Regions from separate parts of the Sus scrofa genome. Here region 2 is linked to region 1. Evidence: chromatin contacts called from public promoter capture Hi-C data. All regions are on one chromosome and are shown on one strand. Each heading gives the region's core, a stretch centred on a gene start, on an enhancer-like site or on the middle of the called end of the contact. The rest is flanking DNA. Distances are from core to core; before and after follow the strand shown.

Evidence for each region. Promoter capture Hi-C pulls out the DNA fragments that hold promoters and counts their contacts.
Region 2: a promoter capture Hi-C map of liver shows a contact between it and region 1, with 4 times the contacts expected there. The contact joins the promoter of SF3B5 here to the promoter of FBXO30 in region 1. A contact is called at or near these places in 2 of 5 promoter capture datasets (fetal skeletal muscle and liver) and 1 of 47 Hi-C or Micro-C datasets (embryonic fibroblasts).

The regions. Positions count from the first base shown.
Region 1 is chr1:19,753,194-19,759,782 of Sscrofa11.1, reverse strand. It overlaps FBXO30 (F-box only protein 30), which reads right to left and starts at 3,551. Exons shown (of 3, transcript XM_003121151.4): 1 at 3,445-3,551.
Region 2 is chr1:21,227,274-21,234,193 of Sscrofa11.1, reverse strand. It overlaps SF3B5 (splicing factor 3B subunit 5), which reads right to left and starts at 2,930. Exons shown (of 2, transcript XM_003121152.4): 1 at 2,506-2,930; 2 at 2,180-2,396. The coding sequence starts at 2,786. The coding sequence ends at 2,526.

The sequences.
Region 1 (6,589 bases), core at 2,302-4,801:
AATCTTAAAAATAATAGTAATAAAAGGCACATAAGCAAACATTTACCTGTTTATTGTTCAACTATTTTAATTCCTTAATCAACCCTGCAGTCTGGCTATAGGTTACTGACTACAGAAGCATCCAATTCAAAAAGAAAAGCAGCAGTGGTGTCTGCACATGTGCAGGTGCCTGAGTATGTATAACATAAGGATGGGAAGCTCAAAAAAGGAAGTGGTATCAAGCATACTTCTTTAATATTACAATTAATATGATATTAGATTAAAAAGAATTTTACTGAGAAAATAAAATGTAGCTTCAATGTAAGGCTAAGGTGGAGCTATAGACAGACTTGTTCAACTAGTTAATTATTATTACAATTAGGTCTACAATGGAAATTTTATATCTACCAATCAGTTTTAACTCCTCCAGAGCAAATCCCATCCTTCTTGTATAGTTGGAGGTACTACATAGTAAACACAAACATTTGCTGGCTGATTTACTGATCAGGTGCACTCAAAGTTTTAAAGACCATAATATTAAAAATCAGGCGTTGTCACTGCTGTGGCATGGGTTGGATCCCTGGCCTGGGAACTTTCACACACCACAGGTGCAGCCAAACAAAACAAAACAAAAAAGACTAAAAACCATAATAAATTTATAACTTCACTCAGACATTTTTAAAAACGGGGTGGGGTGGGATGATGAGACAAGATCAAAAATCCAAACTCATTAAATTCTCAACCCAAAGTACATACCCTACTGATAAATCCAAAATGGCTAAATGGGTTACACTGTATACACTCTTTTATTAAATTTTGGTTCTGACTTTCTATTTATAGAATGATGACCTCATTATATGGAATTTTGTTTTCAAGTTTTTACCCTTCCAGTTATGATATGATCAAAACATACATCTTCCATTTCTAAATATGGTTATGGATAGCTTGTTCCAAAGCGAAAGTTCTAACTATTTGCAACTGTTCTCCACTAAATAAGCAAATGGAATTACTAGAAACTTACATCAGAAATTAAAATAATAACTATAAATATTTAATACCCATACCAGAACTTATTTGAGCTGATACTCAGATAAAAATAATTCACCCAAATGGCAGAATTCAGCTTATTAAAATGGGCAGCATGCACAGCGGAATGGGCTTCCAAGGACTCTCAGCTTTGTCACCTTGAGGCAATTACTGAATGGTGAAAACAACCTAGAATTCTACAAAGGTCGATTATAATTAAGGGCGTGTCCAGTAGGATACAAACTTGTATTTCTCAGAAAACAGATATACCTCACTCTACACAACAGCCACATCTACATGCACAAAGCTTTATGTATAATCATTTTTAAATCAGGTCATTTATATGTAAAAAGCTTACTAAAAGCAGTCATATGAAGAACTATCTAATGCTAACACTACCACTCTTTTTTTAAAAAAAAAAAAGGACATACCCTTTTTGTAAAAGTTTTTCAGACTGGGTTGTGATTGAGGCATGCTTATCTGTATTTAACTATCTACTACCTACAGTGTCAAAACCACTACTAAACAAGGCCAATCTCACCTATTTCATCAAAATAAATTTGAAATGAAATAATATTTTATACAACCTTTTGACTGAAGACTTTAACATCAATAAATTCTACAAATACATTTTTCCACAGCATGCAGTAACTCTGTCTAAAGAAACAAAGTCATGGTAATTCAGTTAAAATTATTTATCTAAAACTATACAGAATAGCATATAAGGCTTATGTCATTAAAAGTTACATCTTAGCAACATATTATACCACATAGTAAAAATACATTAAACAGTGCCTATTTTGGTGACCTTAAAGTACCTCTCAACTATATACATTATCTCAAAATAGGCATTATTTTTCTTTAATAGCCTATTTTATTAGGACACTCTGCATTAAAAAGTCTCCAATGCTGGCCATAGAGAAATACTGGATTGAAATTAAATACCTAGTACACTTGGAATGCATAAGTTTGCCTATATCGGAAACTTCAGTTCTCTGATAACACTTACAAAACTCCACCCACTAACATTTCCAGAATCACGAAAAAACTATGTCACCGAATTAAAGGACCAAGTGAAAACAAACTGGCAATTTAAAAAGTTGGCAAAACATAATGTTATCCCCAATTAAACTTATGTAGTAAGAAACAGTGACTAAGCATATATAACAGTGATTCAGCGAAACCGTATACTAAAAAATTGAACCCCTAGCAAAACCCTAAACGTACATTTTATGCTACTCTTTCCCTTTTGCCGAGTCAACAACGGGACTGCTTTGGAAAAGCTTAATATGAGCAAAATGCAAAAACTCTGTTACTATAATTTACTACATCTCTTAAAGGACACAACACAGTATTGAAATAGAAAACAGAAATTAAAACCATAGTAAGCTTGGGGTTCTGTATCTAAAGTTTTAAGTTAATCTACACTAATATGAGAATGACCATAAATAACTTCATTTTGGATCAGAGTCAACAAAGTAATTATGGAATAAAAGGTCAATTCCTTCCCAAGCATCTTTTATCTGAGACTTACGACATGGCTCAGAAAGAAAAACAAGACACAGGGAGAGGGGAAAGGAGTACTAGAACCATGTAAACAACACGCTGTTCTGTCTCTATTCTTCAAATACACGAGTTAGAAACATACTCAAAGGAGATTATTTTGCATTCAACGTGTGCACCCTATGGCCCCCTTCCAAGCAATGGACTTCCACGAGACAGAACACAAATAACTTGGAAATGGTCATACCCCTCAAATCTATAAAATCAGGATGTTTCTCTTTCACAAGGGCTGAGGTTAAGACTTAGATCCTCTGACTTCCATGAATGGAAAAGTTACCAACTTCACTGGTCCCGTGGAGAGAGACGGCGGAGGATGCCTCCCAATCCTACTTTAACCCGTTAGTCCCCACGGAACGCAAGTTTCTAAACCGCCAAAGGAAAGAGAAGCCGGGTCTTCGAGGTTCTCAGGGTTTCCTAAGTTGAACGCCTGCTCCACCCCTTCTCAAAGCCCAGACACCCGAGGAGCCCGGGTGACACGGGGGTCGGCCCCCGGGGTCTGGGTCGCCATTTGCTGACGGCCTCCACTGCTGGCCGGGTGGCAGGCTGGGCGCCGACGCCCTCACGGCTCCAGGACCCCGGCCCCGCGACCCGTGAGGCCGGCACAGGGCCGTGTTTACTCCCCCCAGACCCAGTCCGCAAACCCCACGGCCGCCTCCGCCGCGGACCAAAGGCCTCGCCCGGCCCAGCCGCCGCCTCTGTCCCCGGCGCAGCCCGGGACGTGCCGGCCTCCCCTGCAGGCCTCCCCGACACTCACCGGCCGGCCCGGCCGAACCGCGGCCCAGGCCCTGGCTGCCGTGGCCGCCGTGCCCGGCTGCTCCGCGCTATCCCGGCGCCGCTCTGAGCCCCACACCCCCGCGCAGCCCGCCTCCTCCTTGCCTCTCTGCCCCGCCGGGCCGCCGCCTTCTCCCAGCTCCTCCTCGTCCAGCACTTCGGCCTCCTCTCCGGACAACCGTCTTCCCCGTGCGCCCCGCCCCGCCCAGTTCTGCCCCGCCCACCCAGCCAGGCCTGGGGGCGGTGTCTAGCCCGGCGGAGACGCGCACGCTGAGCTTGGCGGGGGCGCGCACGGCGCCCGCCCGCACTCTCTTTCGCTTCCCGGAAGCAACGTGGCGGAGAGTCACCGCTGGAGCTCCCTGAATCTCGCGCGTCCCACCGGGGGTTTCCGCTGGACCCTACTTGGTTCCTACCTTGCACGTCTACCAAATCCTGTTGGATGTTGGAAACTTGTATTCCTGAAAGGAATCCTAGACGCGTGCTTTTGGAATTGAGGAAAGAGGCCCAAGAAGAAAGTATTGTTTACCTCCCTAAATTGGAGAAGCAACCCAGGTCCCTTAACTCTGGGTGCAGTGGTCTTCCCATTAGGTCGCTCTCATTGAATCTTTGATGATCAGGCCTACCTGCAGCTGGCTGAGTGTGCAGGAGTCCTGTGACTTAGCGGATTCTTTTCGGCTTCTACTTCCTGGAGTCTGAGCTCAGCCCAGCAGGATTCAACCTTTTCTGCAGCCCTGGCAGAGCAGCCCACTAGTCTGCCTTTTGTGAGAGACTAATCCCCCACACAGACCATAGCAACGAGGTTGTCTACGTGGGAAAGGCGACATGATCTAGCTGGAAAGGTGGCTTGAAGCTTTTGTAGGATGCTTTACAAATGACTGAAGAAATATCACATGGCCATATTCAAAGAATTGGGGTCCATTTCCCCCTACTACCACCATGCCTTAATCTAAGGCAGAAGGACAGATGGAATAGTGATTCCGAGTGCTGAGAAACAGGTATCTCTCTTCCCCTCACCTCAACCACAGTGACCATCCCGTGGATCCTGGCCCAGCCCTAAAACAAGGAAAGGATAAGGAGAAGATGGCTGTGACCCCAGCCTTGCTGGTGGGGTCACAGGCAGAAAAGCAGTGTTTTGTAATACTTTTTTGTGACTAGGTGTGTCTAGGTAAAGATAGATCACACATAATTTGTCATGCTAAGAAATGGCTCTCGGACTTTAGATTTTTCAAGAACTTTTTTTTTTTTTAAGTCTGAAAAAGGAACTTTGTTTACTACCTTTTTATTGTAGTTAAAAAGACAGTAAAGGAGTTCTCTGGTGTCTCAGTGGGTTAAGGATCCAGCATTGTCACTGCTGTGGCTCTGGTTACATTGTGGCATAGGGTTGGATCCCTAGCCTGAGAACTTCTACATGCCAAGGGGTGTGGCCAAATATAAATTTAAAAAAGTAAAAAAGATGGTAAAAATTGGCCACTCATTTCCTACATGAAGGAAGATTTTAACACTAATTATTAGCAAGGACATCTTCACCCAGTAAAGATTTGTTCTTTAAATGAAGACATTTAGCTTTTTGAAAGATTCAGGCTCTTTTTTCTTATTTTGTCTAATTTGGCTGCAGATGGGCACTGGTCCTTAATACAGAGTTTGAGAACCACTGTCCAGAGAACTAGACAGAACAGACGGTGAAGCAGGCAGTGAGACTCTGTGGGAGAAGGTATGGGTACTGTTAACAGGTGCCCTCCTCTGCTCACTGTCCTGGATTGAGTCACATGCTGCCCTGAACCTCAGCTGCCTTCCTATAAAATGAAGAGCTGAACAGATGAACTCTAAAGCCCCTTCCAGCTGTAAAGTCACATGATTGCAGTTTATGCTTTTTGAAAGCTGGGGCTTTCCCCTTTACTAAGAAACCTAGCTGACACTGGGTCACCTCCTGCCTCCACCCCACCCTCCACCCCCACCAGCTGTCAGGTTGTAAACCTCACAGTCTTCTTTGCCCTCTCCAACACAATAATTTTCCATGTCCAGGCAGAAAGAAAAAAGAAAAAGAAATCCTTTCTTCTCATCTTTCATGTTTACTCCTGTTACCATCCTAGGCAGATATGGACTACTGCTATTGCCTAACCAATCTTTCCTCCTTCAGTTCTTCTCACCTTAAACCCACCAACAACATAGTTCTTTCTAAGATATTCATTTCATCTTCTCATTTCTCTATTCGAATATCTGTGGTGGCTCTCTAATGCTCATGGAGTAAAGTCTCAACTCCTGTCTTCAGTTGCTCAAATACATCGTTTATTCTGGCCTGATTAGCTTCCTTCTTTTCCCCATCAAACGCTATATACAATCCAATTTCAAGTCAGCTGTACTCAGCTAATAAACGTGCCTGAACTTCCTCCCTCTTAACCATATAGATCGAATCTCATGTCCTCTGTGAGGTGCTTCTGTAGCACATGCTATTTTTAGCGCTTGGACCTGTGGCTGAAGCCTATGGTACCTGCTTCACAAATGTGTGTCAGCTTATAGATTATCTTCAAACCCATGGAAACATGTTTTGTGTTGCTTTTGTGTCAACCTCAGTATCTAGTATACCTCCTATATATTGTAGGTACTTAATGATTATCACTTCCAAAACAAAATGTATGCTCCTCTCATTTCATCCTATCCCAATTTTCATTTTCTGTCCTATGTTCTAACTCCTTGGAGAACCTTCTCTTGGTGACTTCTAAGAAAATGTATCTTAAACTTTAGTGACAAGCAGAGAGAATGCCAGGAATAACTACTTTCCTCAAATATGCTCTCTTCTCTGCTATACATGCATTTGACATGGACCTCTAGAACAAAGTTTTCATCTGTGTAGCTTAACCACCCAGAGGAGTGACAGTGACCCTGGGAATTTAAAGTAAAAAAGGAAGAAAGGGCAGTACTAGTCTGACCTACTGACTGCCCGAAAAAAGCCTTGTGTCTCCTCAGATCACACTCTGCACGCAGTGGTCTCTCACAGGCTTATACAAGGCATAGCTCCCAGTGGCTTTTTCAAGAGCCCATTCTCAAGTTGGATAAGGTGTAAGAAGCACAAGAATAATACAACACCAGAAATTGAAGTTCAGAGCTTAGACACCAGACTAGATTGTAACAGAGAAGATGTCAGAGAATGCAAATTCAGTTGATGAAGAAAGCAAATTTAACAACCAAATTGTTCTTCCCTTTTTTCAATGTCCGGCAAATAGCATCACTGTAAAAGTAGGTTTTCTTTCCC
Region 2 (6,920 bases), core at 1,681-4,180, 1.5 Mb before region 1:
ACTGCTGTAGTGCAGGTTCAATCCCTGGCCTGGGAACTTCCACATGCTGTGGGTGTTGCAAAAAAAAAAAAAAAAAGAATATCCATAACTACTTGGAAAGGCTATTAAAATATTTCTCCTTTACTATATATTTATGTGACATGGATTTTTCATACTTCAACCAAAATCATATCCCAATAGTTTGAATGTAGAAGATACAAGAATCCAGCTGTCTTGGAGTTCCTTTGTGGCTCAGTGGCAATAAACCTACTAGTACCCATGAAAAGGCGGGTTCTGATCCTTGGCCTTGCTCAGTGGGTTAAGAATCAGGTGTTGTGGTGAGCTGTGGTGTAGGTTGAAGATGCAGCTTGGATCTGGCGTTGCTGTGGCTGTGGCTGTGGCCAGCAGCTGCAGCTCCCATTTGAACCCTAGCCTGGGAGCTTTCATACACATATGTCAGTTTCAGCCCTAAAAAGACAAAAAAAAAAAAAAAAAGAATTCAGCTGTCTTATATTAAGCCAGACATTGAAGTCATCTGCAAAACTGCTTTTTTTTTTTTTTTTTTTTTTCCAGGTCTGCACATATAGCATACGGAAGTTCCCCAGGTAGGGGTCAAGTCCAAGTTGCAACTGCTGGCCTATGCCAGTCGCAGCAACGCAGACTCCAATCATGGCTGCAACTTACACCACAGCTCACAGCAATGCCAGAACTCTAATCTACTGAGAGAGGCCAGGGATTGAACCAGAGTCCTCATGGATACTAGTCAGGTTCGTTACCAAGGCCAACACTGGGAACGCCTGTTTTGTTTTGTTTTTTTTAAGGCACCATTCTTCTCACTAAATTGTTTTGGAAAGTAGTTATTTTTCACAAAAATGTTGTTAACACGTAATAGTTTTACTATTGCTATTTTAAAATGAATTACTAGGTATTTTAAATTTTCTGTTTTAATTTCTAGCTTGGTGACTATCAACAGCTATTACTCTCAAAAACAAAAGCTCTGTGGGGGTCTTGAAGAATTTCTAAGAATGTAATTATGTCCAAAGGTCAAAACATTTGAGACCCACTGATCTAAAATATGTCAGACTGTATCACTTAATAATCTTCCAATGGCTCCCCACCTCTTTAGGGTAAAAGCCACAAGTCCTTACACTGGCCAATCAGGCTCTACTTTTATCTGTTTCCCTCCATAATCTATCCCTCTACTCTTTCCCTCACTCACTCCCTTCAATCATACTTGTTTGTTTGCTGTTTTTCCAGTAAGCCTGCCACAATCCCTGTAGTAGGAACATTGCACTGGCAGTTCCCTCTACCTGGGAAACGATTTCCCCAGTTTTCCGCATGGTATTTCCCTCATTTCCTTAAAGTCTCTGCTTAAATGTTACCTTCTCAATAGTTTAACATGAACATCTTATTTATGGATTTTTTTTTTTTTAGGGCCACACCGGTGGCATATGGAGGTTCTCAGGCTAGGGACTGTATCAGAGCTGTAGCTGTTGGCCTGTGCCACAGCAACACAGGATCCCTGCCATATCTGCCACCTACACTGCAGCTCACAGCAAAGCCGGATCATTAACCCACTCAGTGAGGTCAGGGACCAAACCTGCATCCTCATGGATCCTAGTCAGATTGTTTCCGCTGAGCCAGGATGGGAACTCCTGAGCATTCTACTTAAAACTGCAACCCTACTGCTACTCTCATTCTCCACAGCACCCTCCAACATGTGCTTGCTTATGTCTGCAAATTTTGTGGTCTTCTGCTCCCCCAACCAGTGTAATATAGGTCCTTAAAGCCTGCCACATAAAATTCAACACGTATTTGCTGAATGAATTTAAGAACTAATTTGACAGTTTGTCAATACTCAAGATATGTCCACGTATTTCCAAAAGAAAGAGGTGTAATCTACAGAGAGAAGGCAAAGCGAGTCAAGATTTTTTTTTTTTGTATGAAAGAAAAAGGACACAGTGATCACAAACCTCAATAGTGAATGTGTTAAGGGCCTGAGAAAAGTTCCTGGGAGAAGTCAGGGTTGGAGAATATTATAAAGAGCGTATTTAAGTGTCTGGCAACGAACTTTGGCCCTGTGCTACTGTTGAACCCCTCCCCAACCCTTCCCTTCTTTATACCCCCCGCCACCCGGCAAACCACAGTCCCAGAGCCCTCCTTGGCCCCTCCACCAGAACACAAGTAGTCCACACCAAGAGACCGAAACATTTCTAAACTTTATAGAAAAAGCAACGAAGACAGTCAACTAGCCAAAAACGAGCCTCTTAATCCCATCTCACTCCAGCCATATCTCCTCTAACGTCTGCAGACTTTAGGATCTCTCCACTGTTCAGTTTCTCAGGGGTTATGACGGGTCTCCCAACACTTTGTTCCACAGGAAGGCAGGTCGGACGGAACGCCCCGGGTAAGGACCTCTGTACAAAGAAAGCACGAAAAGCAGAGCTATGAAGAATCCGTCCACTTGGGAGAGGAACCCGCGGGAATGACGACAAACCGGAGGAACGCAGAGAGGTGCTCACGTACAGCGGTGAGACGGTGAGGTCTCAGTTCTCCTCCGGTTTGTCGGCGGGCGGGCCGCAAGGCTGCAGCATCTTCTCCATCAAGTTGAAGCGGACTCGCGCTTTGCTCTCATTCTCGGCAATGGCGAAGTAGTTGAGAAGGTCGAAGTGGCCCATGTAGGAGCAATAGGAGTCGCGGTGCTGGTTCACCAGCCACTCCCATTTGGTGGTGTCGGCGTGGCCGGTGCCGATGTATTTGGACTGCAGATGCTCTAACTGGCTGTGGATGGTGTAGCGGTCTGTCATCTCGTTGCTTTTTCCTTTGCTCGCAGGTCAGAAGCCGCAGACGAGAAGAAGCCGCTCTAAGGTTTCAAGCCGGAGAGGAGCCACCCGCCGGAACCTCTGTACACGCGCGGCCGCAGGTGGATGGCGTCACAGCGACAAAGCAGCGCGACTCGCGGTCCCCGGCCTCCCAGGCGGAAGTGTATTCTGTCACGGAATTGGAGTTGCCTCGGCAACGCTACCAGTGGGCCTTCCCTATAGAGAGCCCCGCCTCCTTCGCAGAGCGTTGCATGCTGGTCCATCTAGCGGCCCTTTTCTAACAGGAGCTTTGCATGCTGGGACTTGTGGTTTCCGAGGGTTGGTTCGCAGAGACTTCTTGGGACCTCTGTGTGTGGGTTTGAGAGACTGAATGGACTGCGGTGTTTGGGAGGCAGGAAGCATCCTCGGGCGGATGGGGGGCCGAGAGGAAGTGGGAAACAAGTAGTACAAGGCTGTAAGCAACTGGGGAAAGGAGCTCTTTGTGCAATTCCGCTTTCGGAGCTACAGAGGGTACAGTAGCCGTTTCACAACCAGGGGTGGATCACCCTGAAGTCAGGAAACTCAAGGTCTGACCCCAGCCATGTCTCTTACAAGTTGTGTGGAAACTTCTTTCATCGCTTGCGGGGCCGCCGTTTCCCGCCTAGTGACCTAAGTACAGCACCAGTTCCGACACATTCAGGCCCCCACAACAGGCTCCTCCTTTTGAGCTTCTAATTTTGACATCCTCCCAACAAGTTTCACCCCACCTACAGGCCCTCAGCCTCTACTTCTCAAACGTTCCCGTGCTGCTCTCTCCAGTTCTCTGTACGAGCTGTTCCATCTGCGTGGAATGCTTTTGTTCCCCTGGCAAACACTTCTCCCTTTTAAGTCAGCTCGAAAGTATCTCCCTGAAATTGACTTTGGCTACTCCAGACAGATGTAAATTCTTTTCATCCTGTACATCTCTTTGTTATTATCACTTTATATCCAGTTTTTGGTTTAAGAACTTCCCCACACGAATACAAACTACTTGAGAAAAACTACTTTTTTGATGATGTCTTTTTTTTTTTTTGAGGGTGAGACATCTATCTACTTGATCTATTTGTAGCATGAAATCCACAAAGAAAACCCCAAAATGCGAAGTTCAATAAATTCAAATAGTAATATTTTTAAAAATATTAATGAAAAAGAGATGATGTCTTGTATCATATGCTTCTGTTATGCTAGCCACAGAGCCTCGCAGAGATTGTTTCTCAAAAAACATCTGATGAATGGATTAAAAAAACCTGTATGACGGCCAAATAAATTCTTTACTGGGAGAAAGATAACTTTAAAGTATCTTTATTCTGGTATAAAGTTACGGTTAGATAGGACTAGTAAGTTTAGAGCTCTATAGTTAACTATAGTTAATACTGTATCAATACTAAAAATTGTGAGGAGGTGAATATGTTAATTAGTTTGTGGTACCATTTTATTGTGTATATGTATATCAAATCATGTTGCACCTCTTAAATATATATAATTTTTATTAAAAAATTTTAGTGGTAAAACAGTTCCCTCTGGGATCAAATGCCTGTACCAAAAATTGGAAAAAAAAAAAAAAACTTCCCCCTTAAGTGTGAACTTGGTTATAACAAATATTTCATTTCTGAAACATAGAGGTTATTATAAGGCATACCTGTGGATTTACCATCCAGATATATCATACCTTGCCATTTTGCCATTTTCATTTCCAAGTTTGTTATTTTATTTTGGTTTTCATTTTTGAAAGAAATAAAGCTATACAAATAAACTCGAAGAATTCTCTGTATCCGGCTCCCTAATTCATTCATTTCAGGATCCTCTCTTGAATTTAGAAACATTCTGAGTCTGGTTTTTTGACTGCTGAAAATTAGTATATCCATAAACAATAGACGTTTTTACTATGTAGGTTTTAAAGCCTCATTGACACTCTTTATGCATTGTTATAAAAGTTTTTTCCCTTGTCAATATCCATGTTGATTATGTAGCTTTAGCTCATTTTTACTATTGTGTATTTAGTATGCTACTAAATTAATATACCAAAATATGTCAGTGTAATAACAGACATTTAACTTCACATTTTTGTCATAAGAGACAAGACTGCAGTGAATACTCTTGTACATACATTCTTCACATAAAGGAATTTCTTTAGGGCATGTATATAGGAATAAAGTAGTTGAGAAAGGGATGAGCATCTGCAAGCTTTGCTCGATATTGCCAAATTATTCTCCAAAGCAGCTGCACCAGCAGAATGTGAATTTCTTTTGATCTACATCCTTCTCAAAACCTGGTGTCCTCAGACATTAAAAAAAAAATTTCAAATTCGGTGGGTGACTGAAATTTCATTGTCCCTTTAATTTGCATATCCTTGCTTACTAGGGAGACTGGGTATGTTTTTTATGTGTTTATTGGCCTATTATACTCCTGTTCATGTGACTTGCATATTCATATCCTTGCTCCATTTTTCTTATTGGGATGTTTGTTTTTTTCTTACTAATTTTTTAGGAAATCTTTAAATATTCAGGATTCTAGGCCTGCCAGTAACATGCAAGGAAAATATTTTGTTCCAGTCTGGGGCTCATCTTACTCTTTCTTTGTGGTATCATTTGTTATACCGAAGTAGTCAGATGTATCAGCCTTACTTTATGGTTTGTGCATTTGGCATTTGGCTTAAAAAATGAAATCAAGAAAACTCTTTTTTTTTAGGGCCACATCCATGGCATATGGAGTTTCCCAGGCTAGGGGTCAAATCGGAGCTGTAGCCACCGGCCTGCACCACAGCTGCAGCAACGCTAGATCCGAGCCAGGTCTATGACCTACACCACAGCGCCGGATCCTTAACCCACTGAGTGAGGCCAGGGATCGAACCCTCAACCTCATGGTTCCTAGTCAGATTGTTTCTGCTGAGCCACGATGGGAACTCCAAGAAAACTCTTTTGTACTCCGGGGCTGTAAAAAGTAATTTCCTTCATTTTCTCTTAAAAGTTTTAGAATTTTGGTTTTTCATATTTAAAAATTTAACCCACCTGGATGTTTTTGTTTTGTTTTGCTTTCCTTTAGGGATCTAATTTTAAAATATGCTCCTATATAGCTAACTAGTTCCCAGTGACTATCAATCACCCATTAAATAGTCATCCTTTCACTACTCATCTTTAATGCTCCAGTTATATATGCATAGGTCTGTTTCTGGGCATTCGTTTTTATTAGTCTCTTTTGTCTATATGCATACCAGTAACACAAATCTTAATTATTGTTCCTTTATAATAAGATTTGATATCTGACAGGGTGAAAGCCTGTACAATATCTTTCTTTCATAAGTATCATAACTATTCTTGAGCCTTTGCTCTTTCACATGAATTTAGAACTGTCAGTAAAATCTGCATGGAAATTGTGATTGAGTAGTCAAATAAAGGCATGAAAATTAATATTATTATTAAGCATGATTCTAAGCATATGAGAGAAAAACCTCAAATTCAAAGAAATTTAGAACTAGATGGAAAATACATTTATATGTATCAACTAAGAGCCAAGGGGTATTAGTTTGTCATGGCTGCCAAAACAAAGTACCGCAAACCGGGTGGCTTAAACAATAGAAATTAATTTCCTGATAGTTCTGGGGGCTCAAAGTCCAAGATTAAGGTGTTGAGAAGGTTGGCTTCATTCTAAGGATTCTCCTTGTCTTGAAGACAGGCATTTTCTCTCTTAGAGGCCACCCATATGACCTTGTTTTTTACAGAAAGGCCCTATCTCCAGATTACATTCTGAGTTACTGGGGGTTATTAGGACTTCATTGTCTGAATTTGCACCGGGTGGCGGGGGGCATAGTTCAGCACTGTTTTATACAGTGAGGTGGAATATATGAGACCTTGGTTGATTTTTTTTTACATATTTGTAAATTTGATTAATTAGATTTGTGAAAATAATTTAAGTACATGAAAAGATTTTCCTTTTTTTTTTTGTTTTTTCAGGGCCACAGGTGTGGCATATGGAACTTCCCAGGCTAGGGATCGAATCTAGTTACAGCTGCCAGTGTATGCTACAGCCGCAGCAACATGGAATCCGAGTTATATCTGCAACCTACACCACAGCTCACAGCAATGCTGGATCCTTAACCCACTG